Linked DNA regions of Mus musculus: all the other regions are linked to region 3. The links are chromatin contacts, called in public HiCAR-type, HiChIP or PLAC-seq and promoter capture Hi-C maps. All regions are on one chromosome and are shown on one strand. Each heading gives the region's core, a stretch centred on a gene start, on an enhancer-like site or on the middle of the called end of the contact. The rest is flanking DNA. Distances are from core to core; before and after follow the strand shown.

What was found. HiCAR-type assays count read pairs that join an accessible place to other places. HiChIP or PLAC-seq counts read pairs in DNA pulled down with a chosen protein or histone mark. Capture Hi-C pulls out chosen DNA fragments and counts their contacts.
Region 1: a contact with region 3 is called in a promoter capture Hi-C map of liver, with 2.7 times the contacts expected there. The contact joins the promoter of Rpl7 here to the promoter of Ncoa2 in region 3. A contact is called at or near these places in 4 of 39 promoter capture datasets (liver, neutrophils and pre-B cells), 2 of 484 Hi-C or Micro-C datasets (the G1E-ER4 cell line and muscle stem cells), 1 of 115 datasets of contacts at active chromatin or transcription factors (astrocytes) and 1 of 9 other capture datasets (liver).
Region 2: a HiCAR-type map of astrocytes shows a contact between it and region 3, with 5 times the contacts expected there. The contact joins the promoter of Prex2 here to the promoter of Ncoa2 in region 3. A contact is called at or near these places in 1 of 39 promoter capture datasets (hippocampal neurons) and 1 of 115 datasets of contacts at active chromatin or transcription factors (astrocytes).
Region 4: a contact with region 3 is called in an H3K27ac HiChIP or PLAC-seq map of embryonic stem cells, with 3 times the contacts expected there. The contact joins the promoter of Terf1 here to the promoter of Ncoa2 in region 3. A contact is called at or near these places in 2 of 115 datasets of contacts at active chromatin or transcription factors (astrocytes and embryonic stem cells).

The regions. Positions count from the first base shown.
Region 1 is chr1:16,103,080-16,106,197 of GRCm38.p6, forward strand. Rpl7 (ribosomal protein L7) reads right to left here and starts at 1,354. Exons shown (of 7, transcript NM_011291.5): 1 at 1,286-1,354; 2 at 431-605; 3 at 89-255. The coding sequence starts at 1,299. Rdh10 (retinol dehydrogenase 10 (all-trans)) reads left to right here and starts at 2,803. Exons shown (of 6, transcript NM_133832.3): 1 at 2,803-3,118. The coding sequence starts at 2,939.
Region 2 is chr1:10,992,090-10,995,118 of GRCm38.p6, forward strand. It overlaps Prex2 (phosphatidylinositol-3,4,5-trisphosphate-dependent Rac exchange factor 2), which reads left to right and starts at 1,376. Exons shown (of 40, transcript NM_029525.1): 1 at 1,376-1,820. The coding sequence starts at 1,704.
Region 3 is chr1:13,372,188-13,375,342 of GRCm38.p6, forward strand. Ncoa2 (nuclear receptor coactivator 2) reads right to left here and starts at 1,896. Exons shown (of 23, transcript NM_008678.3): 1 at 1,751-1,896.
Region 4 is chr1:15,804,212-15,807,598 of GRCm38.p6, forward strand. Terf1 (telomeric repeat binding factor 1) reads left to right here and starts at 1,435. Exons shown (of 10, transcript NM_009352.3): 1 at 1,435-1,746. The coding sequence starts at 1,467.

The DNA.
Region 1 (3,118 bases), core at 104-2,603, 2.7 Mb after region 3:
TTCCCGCCCCCCGTAATTCTCGGCCCCCTTCCTAAGGGCAGGCACAATACAGCCATTGCTGCCAGAACACGATGCAAAGTGAACTCACCCTCGAATTCTGATGACAAAGGCCAGCTTTGGTTCTGCGGGCACATAGAAGTTGCCAGCTTTCCTTGCCATCCTGGCCATCCGAATCTCAGTGCGGTACATCTGCCTGTACTCCTTGTGATAGTGCTTTGCCTTCTCATAGATGAGCTTCCTCCTTGCCTTTCGAAGCTGAAAAACCAATGGCCAGTCAGTCATAATTCTTGGCTCTGAAACAGAGCACAGCATCAGTTTTATACAAGGATGACTTGAGAATATCAAACCAGGAAGATCTCTCTTCAATCTCACCCCACGCTCAGTCCCAATAAGCTCCCTGGCCCACTAAAGACCTCCAAAGTTTACTTACTGTCTTCAGGGCAAACTTCTTCCTCAGGCGCTTCACCTTCAACTCTGCGAAATTCCTTCGCTTTTTCTTGAGGGTTTCTGGCACAGCGGGAACCTTTTTCTTGAGAGTTTTTGGCCCAGCAGGAACCTTTTTCTTAAGGGTTCCTGGCACAGTGGCAACCTTCTTTTTCTTCTCTCTGTTGTTTGTAGAGAATTACTAGTAGGTCAAAAAACTTCCTGGTGATGTATCACACACACTAGGTGCTCAGAACTACGTTAAAACTGTCACCCACTCAAACCGGCAGCATCTAGCATCTCCGTCGTTCCCGAAAGCTCTACTGGAGATGCAGCGTTCATGCCCACAACCTTCACGTTATACACACCTTACTTAAAGGTAAACATGTATGACATTAAAGAGATTTATGCCTAACCCCAGCCATCAGTCCTGGCCTGTGAATTGTTACAAGTTGTCAAGTCACACTGAAAAAACTGTACTGCACACTTTTTGGGTTCCAGGACTCACTGATCCTCGATCAAGTCTCAAGCTCCATATGCAGGAGGCTGCCGGTAAGCAGCCGGCTAAGATAACTTTAGCTACAAAGGATCTCGTTCCATGATTCCGCGGAATACATTCTACCGAAGAACGGACCTCCGCCCAAGTAGCCGGATCCGCAGTCTGCCCTCAGTTTGCTCCTGGTACTGCCAAGGCCTCCGCGCGGAGGCCCCCCGCACTCCCTCCTAGTACCACACGGCGTCACAAACACCCAGACAGGCAGGCAGTGGTTCCAGGCTACACTCAGATACAGGAAAAGTGAGACAAAATGCCTCTAGTTTGGGGGATGGAGAAGGATTCTGGGGGAGAGAAGAATCGACTTACGGAACAGCCTCCATGGTTCCAGCCGGAAAAGAAGAGAGAAAGGTGGCGCATGCGCACTGTCTCCTTAAAGGTCTCAGGGCGCGAAGCCCCACGCCTTATAGCTGTCCTGAGATAAGCCGGAAAATAATCTAGAATTGAGATTTTTGCACTTTGCTGGCGCAAAATGAACAGCTTGGCTTAGTCACGGCCAGCCAACTTTATGGTAAAACTCATCGGAAAACAAATGCACTGAATACATTTTTTTTTTTTTTTTTTTTTTTTTTAATGAATAGAGTGGGGACACCTCGTCAGCTCTGGGCTTAATTTCTCCAGGTTGCGTTGACAACCCTAGGGTCAGGCTCTGCGGAATTCGTTGGACCCAAAAGGCATGTTCAGGGATGTGAACTACAAGTCCCAGCATGCGTCGCTGCATAACCCGCGGGGCTGGAGGGCGACGTTGACCGACACTCTGGGCAGCCTTCGCGGCGGTGATTCCCATTAGGCTCACTAGAGTATGAGGCTTCACGTCCTCAGCGGCTAGCTGAGCTATGAAATCACTGTCTGTCACCTCCTCCGGCTCTCTGCGGCCCGTGGCCACGCAGCCCTGCTCCCCCACCTCGGCTGCGCTGCCGAGGTCCTTTTTCCGCCCGACTGCCGGGCTGTCTTCCGCAGCGCCTGATCATCGGCCGCCAGGTCCACAGTCCCTCGGTTGGCGAAAGCAGCGAGACCGGGAAGAGTGATGACCCGAAGGTCCGAGGAGGATGGGGGGGTTCGCTGCTGCGGGACCCGGCAGGCGCAAGCCACGGCGACCCTCAGCAGGGGGCGTGAGCCGCGAAGAGTGGCACGACGAGGGCGGGAGCCTTCGGCCGCGGTCGTGGAAGAGGGGCTGCCCCGCGCGGTGGGGCGGCCGGCGGGAGGGCGAGCGGGGAGGGGAGGCTGGGCCGGGGGCGGGGTGCGACCGGGGGCGGGGAGGGCCGAGCTGAGGGAGGGCCGATGCCACTGCAGCGGCCGGCGCTTCCCGGCGGTGGGTTATATAGCGCGGAGTGTGGAGCTACCTCAGAGCCGGCTGGGAACGCTCAGACGCTGCGGGGCCCCGTGCCCGAGTGACAGCGGCGCGAGTGCAGGGCAGGGGACCCGAGTCGCGCTGGCAGCTCGAGCGGTTGGCAGCCCTCGCGTGCGCCCCGCAAGTCGGCCCTTCCCGGCGCTGCCCGCACCCTCCCGCAACTTGAGTCAAGTTGACAACTCCCGCGTCCCGACGCATCCGCTCGGCGCACCCCTGTCCTAGGAAGACGGGGAGCCGCTGCAGCAGCGCCGGGGACGTTCGGGCGGCGGCGGCTTGGCCATGAGGGCAGCGCGCGTCGCCTAACTCGCGGCTGTCACCGCCGCTGCAGCGGGACTGGACGGACGGACGGACGCTGTGGGACAAACAGGCGGCCGCCAGCAGGAGGCGCCGAGCCGGGAGCAGCGGCAGGCACAGCCCGTGGCCACTGCGCCGAGCCCGGGCGGAACTGGCCCCGCGCAATTCAGCCCCGCAGCACCTCGGGGGCGGACTCCGGGCGCAGCCTTCGCGTCCGGATCGCGGTGACAAGCGCCTCCGGGGCCAGGAGCTGGGCTGTCTGGCGCAGGGAGAGTGAGGACACGGTGCTGGGCTGCTGCGGGACCCGGGGCGTCGCGATGAACATCGTAGTGGAGTTCTTCGTGGTCACTTTCAAAGTGCTGTGGGCGTTCGTGCTGGCCGCGGCGCGCTGGCTGGTGCGGCCCAAGGAGAAGAGCGTGGCCGGCCAGGTGTGCCTCATCACGGGCGCGGGCAGCGGCCTGGGCCGCCTCTTTGCTCTCGAGTTCGCCCGGCGCCGG
Region 2 (3,029 bases), core at 126-2,625, 2.4 Mb before region 3:
AGAGAGGTTGATTCCCACTAGCTGTTGGGTGTATTTCCTCTGCTTTCTGGTTTCTTTTGTTTATTGTTTACCAGGCTCTGTGAGGTCTGTCTTTTGCGTCCTTTGTTCTTCTGCTATTGTGTGAAGCTGTCCACACTATTTGCCCTTTGCTCCTGGCTGCCTCTAAATAGCCAGATGCAAGGGAAACAGAAAAGCTACCTTTCCCATCAGCGTCATTCATATTATTCAAATATTGAATCTTTAATATGAGAAGAAGGTACGAGATTCCTTTTTGTTTCATGGAAGTCACAATCATATTTTGAAAAGACTTATGGGAAACTGGAGATAACTTTAGTGTAAATAACGAGGGAAACATCTTTAGTTTATCTCAGGTTGCTGAATCTTGGAACAAGTTTGGCCGCCTCTTCCTTGCCTCAGGAGTGCGACTTCCATTTATTTAAATGTCATTAGCTGTACACTATGTAAAGTAGAAAAAATGGCTCTGAAAGTATGTGTTGATAATATCTAGATGGAAATGCAAATGGATCACTTGGTTTGTTAGATTTATAGGTTTTGGTTCTGGTCCCAAGGGAGAATTCAATAAACTTAAACATTAAAATCAAATGCGTTGGCCATTCCATTTCAAAACTGAAGCATAACTAGCTTCTGTGTGTCCTCTGTCAATCAGCTATCATCCACCTGTCTTTCAGGTATCATCTGTCAATCACCTACTATGCATCCTCATCCAACATTTGTATCTTTTTAAAATTACAATTCTTGGAAACAGCTGAGAACAAATATTCTTGAATTTAAACTGATAGTGAAATACTACAGTGAGACTTAAAAAATTTAGATACACCCGGTGTTACAAAGTACTCAGCCAGGGTGATGCTTATTCTATGTGAATCAGTGCATAGGTAAGGGCTGCTACTTTGCTCTGATGTCCTCATTTATCACACTAATTGACATTTCAAGCTTTGACAGAGGTTGTCTGCCTGTGAAATAACATTGTTTGCTGTTTTTTTCTATAAACCGAACCTGTTTCGTAGTAGACGAAAACTCAAAATCAATGTGTTCCTTGTCAAACGCGGGAGGGTCAGTGGTGTGGTTGTTTTGTTCCCAAGCAGTTATGTAACCGCGGGGACTTGTTTCTTTGCTTTCAGACTTGGTGCAAAACACATTAAAGCTAAACAGTGGGCGGGATTCCCAAGAGCAGCCCTCACAAGTGTCCTTCTAGGTTTGGGAACCTCGGATTAGTTCCATCCTGTGTGTGTGTGTGTGTGTGTGTGTGTGTGTGTGTTTAGTTAGCTGGCAGGATACACTTCCCCAGGGTTGTGTTTCCTTTTTCCTGAGATTTGGCTAAGGGTAAAGGGTCGGAGTCACATGGATTGAAAGCATTTGATTGATGTCCAAGTCACCGCTGTGGCTGGAGCCGCCTCCCCTCGGGCTGGAGCCGCGTGAGGCCGGAGCAGCGGGCCGGGCTGGGTTCCCGCTCTCCGGGGACTGTCCCGTTCTGAGTCCAGCGCGTCCCGCGCGTCCCGCGCTCGCACCGCAGCCCGAGCACAGTCCTCTGCCCACACCCCGGCCTCCGGCCAGCATGTGAAGCTACGCGTTCCGGCTGGGACTCGGCAGAGGCGGCAACTTTGCTGGCGGCAGTGGCGGCAGTGGCGGCAGCAGGCGCGGGGCAGCGCACTTGCCCCCAGCTCCGCGCCCCGCCGGCCACCATGAGCGACGAAAGCGCCAGGGAAGTAGACAAGCAGCTTCGCCTGCGCGTGTGCGTGCTCAGCGAGCTGCAGAAGACCGAGCGCGACTACGTGGGCACGCTGGAGTTCCTGGTGTCGGTGAGTAGCCGGCCCCGCGCACGGCACCAAGTCTGGAGCATTGTCTGCGCCAGCACCCGGCATCCGTAAAGGTGACGCGGGGACCGCGGGGACTCGGGGGACAGACCTGTAGATGAACGGGTGCAGAGTGGCCAAGGCCTTGAAGAACTCGCGTGGGAGAAGTTAACCAGTGGCCATTCTGCCTGTTCCATCTGCGCTTAATTTTCTTTATCCATCTCCCAGGGCAAATTTCATTGTGTCATTTTCCTTATCCTCTTTCTTTCGGCTCATATTTTGTTTTGATTTTGTGTCTCAATTTGCTACCTTCAGGTACATGCAGTGTTTTAAAAGTCCTTGAATGTTGTGTAGCCGGAGTCGGTTATTAGATCAACAGCAGTGAAGTCCCTTTAGGTATAATCATTGAAACGTTGGATTCTGAGGGTGGAGGCGAAGGAGCAAGAGCAGCGGGGTCACCATCCCTGGCAGCTGTTGCATATTAAAGCCACATGTGTGCGCCTCCCTCACAGCTCTACAATCTTCTTTCTCCTGATTTAAATCTGCCCTCCACTTGGGTCCTAGTCTCCTGTGCACGCCGACCACTTGAAAATGGTATCATGAAACTCACCTCGAGTCGACAATTTCAGGGTTTCACAGACTGGGCAGGAGCTGTTTCCAGGTCCCAGTTTGACTCACTGGAATTCTGCCCCCAAATCATTTCATTCAGTCTCAGAGCAGAAGAGGAAAAACTGTGGGAAAATGAACTCCTGAGACATCACCTAAGGATGGAATTTTCCTCATTGCGGAAAATACAAAGAATTTACAGCCAGTTCCTGTCCATCCTGATATATTTGAGAGCGGCCTTCAGAAAAAGAGTTAAAACCCCACCCAGATCCTCCGGCCACTTTCTCCTTCATCCCAGTGTTCTATCCTGCCCCCAGCCCCAGGTTGGAAGGGAAATGTTTCAAACTCCGAACTTCCTCCTTCAGTTTCCTTCAGTCTGTAAAGTTTGTGCTAGCAGCCACCCTGTAGAAATTCACTTGGCTGTGTCAGGAAGAACAACATCTCAGGTCTCAGGAGATGCATAACACACAAGCTGGATTCTCAAATTCATTTTACCCACGCTTGGGGGCCACGTTCTTTGAGGTTCACGTGCTGGGAGAATACCCTGGTAACCAGTGATAGGTAGGATTATTGTATGTGTTCATGTAGCAGTCATTGACAAGAGCATGT
Region 3 (3,155 bases), core at 646-3,145:
GCTGAGATCCAGAACGCGGTCACTATCAACATATGCCATTTTAAAACCGGGCCTCGCAGTTACTGCCACATCCTGAAGTGGCTTTAGACTTTGTCATGTCTAAAACAACGCCTCTCGCAGCACCAGAGAAAAGCAATATCTTCGCGCACCTATGCAGGTCTCCCCGGGTCACAGATTCTGTGAGTGACACTATTCCACAAACCCAGGTGCGGGTGACCAAGGGACGCGCCAGAGTGGAGGGCTCGCGGCGTCTCCAAGGCTCCCCCGCCCCGCCTGCAACTCAGCCCTAACTGGACGGAAGAAACCCCGCCTCCTTCCTGCCTCTGGCTCCCACCATTGGCTTACCGGTACCCGGCAGGTCAGTTCCTGCCTTCCATTGGCTCACTGCCCCATCAGTCAGGCACAGCCAGATTCGGGTCGGTGGGAGGGGAAGGAGTCGGAGGAGGTGGAGTGGGAGTGGGATTAGAGGACGAGGTGGCGGAGGAGGGTGCTCGAGCTCAGGCTCGGGTTTGGGAAAGTTTCCCCTGCCAGTGACAGGCCCTCTAGGCTTGAGGCCCAACGTCACTCCCGGAGAGTAAGGGGCTCGGGTCCCCGATTCCCGCCCCTCAGTCCGCAGGCCCCGGAAGCCACTTGGGGGAGGGGAAAGGGAGGGACCATGGAAGCAGGGACCGAGCCACCCCCGAGCGCGGCCGCGGCGCCTCCAGGACTCCCCCAGGGGCGGGGTGCGGGCACTCCAGCCCGCGGCGCCGACCCTGGACGCCTCCCCGGGAGCCTCCAGGGGCCCGGAGAGGAGGGTCCCCGGCCCAGGGCGTGACCGGGGCGCGAGGGCCGCCAGGACCCCTCCCGCTTCCCGCGGGGGGCCCCCGAGGGCCTGTCCCTGCAGGGGCCGCAGAAGGGGTACGGAAGAGGGGGCGCTGGCGAGCCAACCCGGAACCTCCTGGCCCGCAGCCCGCCTCCCGCCCCCGGCCGCGGCCCCAGCGCGCCTCCGGCACACATGCCCGCACCCAGAAAGTTAAGTCAGGGGCGAGCCCGGCGCGGCGCCGCCACCGCCGCCGCCGCCCGACCCCGGCTCCCCGCCCCCACCGCGGCCCGGCCTGCGCGGCCCGAGCGCTACCGCCCCGAAGCCACCCAAGCCCGAGGCCCCCCAGACGCCCGAGCCCCCGCCGCCGCCCCTGCCGGCCGCGTCACCTTCACACACCCCCGGCACTTCCCAGGTCCTGCCTCCCCTCGGCCGGCTCCCACCCGTGCAGCAGTGGCCGCACGCCTCCCGGGAAGAAAGCACCGGCCGCGACTGCGCCCGCCGGCCCGGGCTTCCCCCGCCTGCCCGGGCTGCGCCGCGCAGCCTCGAGGGGGCCGGAGCAGGGGCCCGCGGCACAACCGCCGCTTCCCAGCCTGGTGCTCACCTCTCGGCCGGCGCCGCGGGCTGCAGCCTCCACCCGCCTCGCGCTCCAGGGCTCGTCTCCCGAGCTCTCTCGCCCGGCGCCCGAGCGCCTCCTTTCTCTCCCGGGGACTCGGCGTCTTCCCGCCCTCCCCCCTCCCCCCGGGAGCCGAGTCCCCGGCTCGGCCGCGCCTCGAGGATGGGCGTCGCGGGCTCCGCACGCCTGGGCAGCGGTGCCCGCACACAACAACAGCCTGCCCGGCCGGCCGGCGCGCGGCTCCGCCGGGCTGCGCGCACCAAGGGCAGCGGCCCGGGTGGGAATGCGGCGCCCCCCGCCCGCCGCCCGTGAGCCCCCAGGGGAGGCGCGCTTACCAATGTGGCCGTCACGCCGTCAGGTGCGGGCTGCCGTCGGCGCTGACCTCCGCCGCCGCCGCGGGAGCCCAGGCTGCGGCCGCCATGTTCCCGTGTTAATAACTGCTGCCTGGTTGTTTATTTCAATGGAGATCCTCCCCCAGCTCCCTCCTCCTCCTCCCCCTCCTCCTCCGCGGCTCTGCACTTGCGGAGAGAGACACAGACCGCGCGAGCTCGCGAGCAGGGGAGGGGGCTCGGGCACGGGGCTGGCCCGCCCTCCGCCTCCCCGCCGCCTCCGAGCGAACGCTGTCACCGCTCAGGGGACCGGGCGGAAACTTGCGTCCCGCGCCCCCGAGCGTGGGCCCGGGAACACCGGGGCTACCCCACCCGCGGGGTCCTCAGCATCTCCCTGGCTGGCGAGACTTCAGAGCTCGGGGAGTTGGACAAGATGGGTGGCTGTGGTCTAGGGACCGTGACCTATGGGTGACTGGAAGTGAAGGGAGAGTCAACAGAGGACTCCATGCGAGGGCAAAGGGCAATGCCCAAAAGAAAGCTAAAAAGGGGGACTGGCCCGGGCCTGGGGGTGGAGGCCAAGGGACTGCCGCGCCTCCGACGGCAGGGACGCTGCGGCGAGAAGGTCGCGGAAAACCTAGTCCCAGAGGTGCCTCCCGCGCGCGCTCAGGCAGGGCCCGGTAGCCGGCAGCCTGCACCCCTCGGGCGCACCTCTGCACCCAGACGCTGTTCCGGGGCGCACTCCTTGGCCACCATGTCCCCTCGGTTTTTTCGTGGATACGCCTCCCCAATTGCTGTCCCTGAGGTCTCTGGAGGGGATAGAGGGGCGTGACCGCGGGAGGCGAACTTACCGGGGTACCACCCCGGGATTGCCTGACAAAGCAAAGGCTGCTCAGTATTTAGAAAGACCGAGGGGAGTGTTCTCCGCACGCAGTGAGACAACAAAAGTTTTGTTTTGTTTTTTAATTGGGGAATCCATTATCAAATCCTCAATGGAGTATTGGGATTAAGGAGACGTGGAGGAGTTTTCACGTTTAAATGTTGTTTGGTTTTTAACTGGAAAAGCAACTTCTTTTCCATTTAGATATAATTAGTTGAAAGAAATGAGCAACATTTGTTTGCTTAACGGAAGTTATCAAAATATGACAGGAACACGTTTCCTTATTTTAACTCTTATGAAAGGTCACTTGCCATAGACAATAAGTGTTTATTGAACTGTAACGACTTGGCACTGCATTAAGTGATTCACACACACTCCAAATTTTAATCCTCAAACCTTACGAAGTAATTGCTATTTTTATACCTCATAAAACATTGAAACCTAAAGAAGTAATTTTTGTAGAGTTACACAGTAAGCAAGGTGGGCAAGATTTGAGCCCAGGTCCATTAATTGCAAAACATGCTTTTTGATCGT
Region 4 (3,387 bases), core at 185-2,684, 2.4 Mb after region 3:
TTGTGGGGGCTGTGTGTGTGTGTGTGGGGGGGGGGGCGGTAACTTAGGCAGGAGCCAGAGTTCCAGGAGCATGAGGGAACGCCTACTGTGTCATGAAGGTGCATTATGACCATCGGGGTTAAGACCTCAGCTCAACTGGAGACCAACCTGCAATTCCCCACAGGGTAGAACCCCCAAATAATATTTACTGCAACACCATCTCTAGAGCCTGGGGGTAATATGCCCTCATGGTCATGAAAGACCCACAATGTGAGGGCTCCCCCACGTTCTGACTCAGGAGAGGCGACACCCCAAAATCACCCACAAGAAACGGGTCTTGCTGCAAATTGCAAGAGGATTTTTTATTCAAGAGCGCTCTCGGGCCCATGGTCATACACCACGCAGGGGTAGAGGACCGTGGCGCCCCAGTAGCTGGGTAAGGGGGTATTTAAAGGAAGAAACCGAAACTCAAGGAAGTGGGGAGGGCGTTGTTGGAAGATACCAAAGATACCAGTTAAGAGTCACAAGGAAGTGTAAAGTTAATAGAGTCACAAGGAATACCTGGTAATTGTTAACTCTCAAGACAGCTTCTAAGAGCCCCTAACAATAGCACATTTGCATTGCAGGTTCTGGTAATGGCCAGGGTGACTTTCTTTGAATGAGCACTCTTTGAACCCAGGAAGCGGGTGGGTAGAGGAATGTCGCTATCTCTTTTATGATTAGCATACCTTTACAAAGGCCACATTCCCAAGCCTGGGCCTAAAGGCCTAGAATTCTGTTTTTACGTTGTTATACTTTCATTCAATGCAAACATTGTACAGTAATAGTGATCAAAATGTGGTCCTGGGACTAACAGTCTCAGCATTCATGGGGAACTGACTAGACTTGCGAATTCCAGGGTCAGCACCATCCTACCCGCTCACCCCAGGCAGAACTTTAGTGAAAAATCAGAGCCCAGCAATTTCAGCTTTAATAACCCCGGATTTCAATAAAATGAACACATAGGGTAGAAAGACAGTGTGATTACAGTGTAACAGGGTTAAATGCTCATGTTTATGGCGACAAGTTAAAATTTCTGGTGCTGCTGCTGCCATAACGCTCAAGTGCTCCAGGCTGGCCTAGACTTTGTAGTTGAAGATGGCCCTAATTCCTAATCTTCCTGTCTCCACCTCCTGAGTGCTGCTGGGATTATAGACGCGCAGTGCCATGCAGTCAAAATCTGCAGTCAAAAACCTCTCGGTTTTAACTACCCTGTTTCCAGCGCAGATTGCATTTTTTAAAATGTATCTTAGCCTATCATCCAGAAGCTACACTATCCAAAACGCCTGGGCTCGGATCGACAAGGAATTTAGCAGTTCTCAGCCAATCGGAAGCCAAGCTCCAGCCACTAGCCCACCCTAGCGATGCGATTGGCTGACTTCCACGCCCACCGCGAGCAAATCAGCGCACGGCGCCAGCTGAGGCACGGCGAGCGCTTTCGGTTTAACATGGCGGAGACGGTCTCCTCAGCGGCCCGGGACGCGCCGAGCCGTGAGGGCTGGACAGATTCGGATTCTCCAGAGCAGGAGGAGGTGGGAGACGACGCGGAGCTGCTCCAGTGCCAGCTTCAGCTGGGGACCCCGAGAGAGATGGAGAACGCGGAGCTTGTGGCTGAGGTGGAGGCCGTGGCTGCGGGCTGGATGCTCGACTTCCTCTGCCTGTCTCTGTGCCGAGCCTTCCGTGACGGCCGCTCCGAGGACTTTCGTCGTACTCGTGACAGCGCCGAGGGTGAGTGCGGGCTCCCGGGCCGGAGGCTGCGTCGCGGCCGAGACCTGCTTGCCCCGCACACACCGGGGCGGGATCCCAGGCGGGAGACGGCGCGAAACCGGCCGCTTCCTGTTTGCTGGAAGTCCTGGCTCCCGCCCCCACGCCTTCCGCGTCCCCTGGACAGAATGTTTGTTTGTTTGTTTTAAAGGGAGCCAGCCCAGTTGCTACCGCTGCTTCTGGAGCCAAACTCTAACAGATGAATATAGAAACATTTAAGAAGGGCCGGGATGCGGCTGCCAAGGGAGGTAGTACAGCTTGTCAATGCTTATCTTGCAAGCCAGGGAACCTGCGTTTGATCCCCAGAGCCTATGCCATACACATATACTTACAGCGCTGGGAAGACCGGTGACTAGGGCTCACTGACCCCTGGCCCAACCCAATTTGGCAAGCTTTAGGCCAGTGGAAGGCCAAAAACAAAGGCCTGGGGAGGAAGGATTTTTAAACTCCAGGGGATCAAATTTCCGTCTTTTGGCCTCAACGGGCACTGTATACACATGTTACACAGACAGACGTGCAGGTAAAATACCCATATTCATAAAATAAAAATAAATGAATCTTTTGTTTAAATGTTTAAAAAGTTTGACAGTGCCTGAAAACTCAGACCCAAGTTTGTCTTCTGGCCTGTGTGTTGGTGAGAGACATCCAGGAATATGGTTGGCTTACCAGTGTACATATTCACTGCCAAGTGTATCTTTGTGTTTGTTCAAACACGCCTTTAATCCCAGCACTTGGGAGGCAGAGGCAGGCGGATTTCTGAGTTCCAGGCCAGCCTGGTCTACAAAGTGAGTTCCAGGACAGCCAGGTCTATACAGAGAAACCCTGTCCCGAAAAGCCAACCAACCAAACAAAAAAGAAATAAATGTTATAAAGTTGATTATGAATTGAACAAGTTCAATGGAAACCTTTACATATGTATACTACTTCCTAAAATACAAAGAACTTCATGGTATAAATTGCAAAGTAGTGATTTGATACATTTTATAATTTAGATGTGAATCTTGGTAAAAACAATTTTGAGTATCTGTTTCACATTTGAGTTATGGTTTGTTAGAACAGTAATATTACAACTTTTTAAAGATTTTTAAAAAATTAATTCGAATCTACAGTTCTAAATTTATGATCAGTTTTTGTTGAGTATTATATTAGGGTTCTCTTGAGTAACAACTTTTTAAGAATCCAGTAATGTTCGGTCTATGATGCTTGATATCGCCAGTATATGCCAGAATCCCAAAGTCGACTCCACTGTCAGTGAAGGAATGGACTTGCTCCTGAGAGTGGGAGTAAGTGGGGAGAGGGAGAGCGTCCCTCTTCCATGTCCTCTATAAAGGCTTCCACCAGAAGGCGAGGCCCAGATTGGAGGTGAGTTGTTCCTCCTCAAAAGATCTGGATTAAACATTTGTCTCCCACTCCAAAGTCCCAATTAGAAGCAGAATTCCCACTTCAGGTGATCCAGGTAAGCAAAAAATAACTCTCAGATGTACCCAGCCATTTTTAGGTTTTAGTTAAATCTATATGTAGTCGAGAACTAAGAATAACCATTCCTGTTTATAAACTAATATTTAACACTGTATTGTGTCTACACAGTAGGTGTACTAGTTTGTG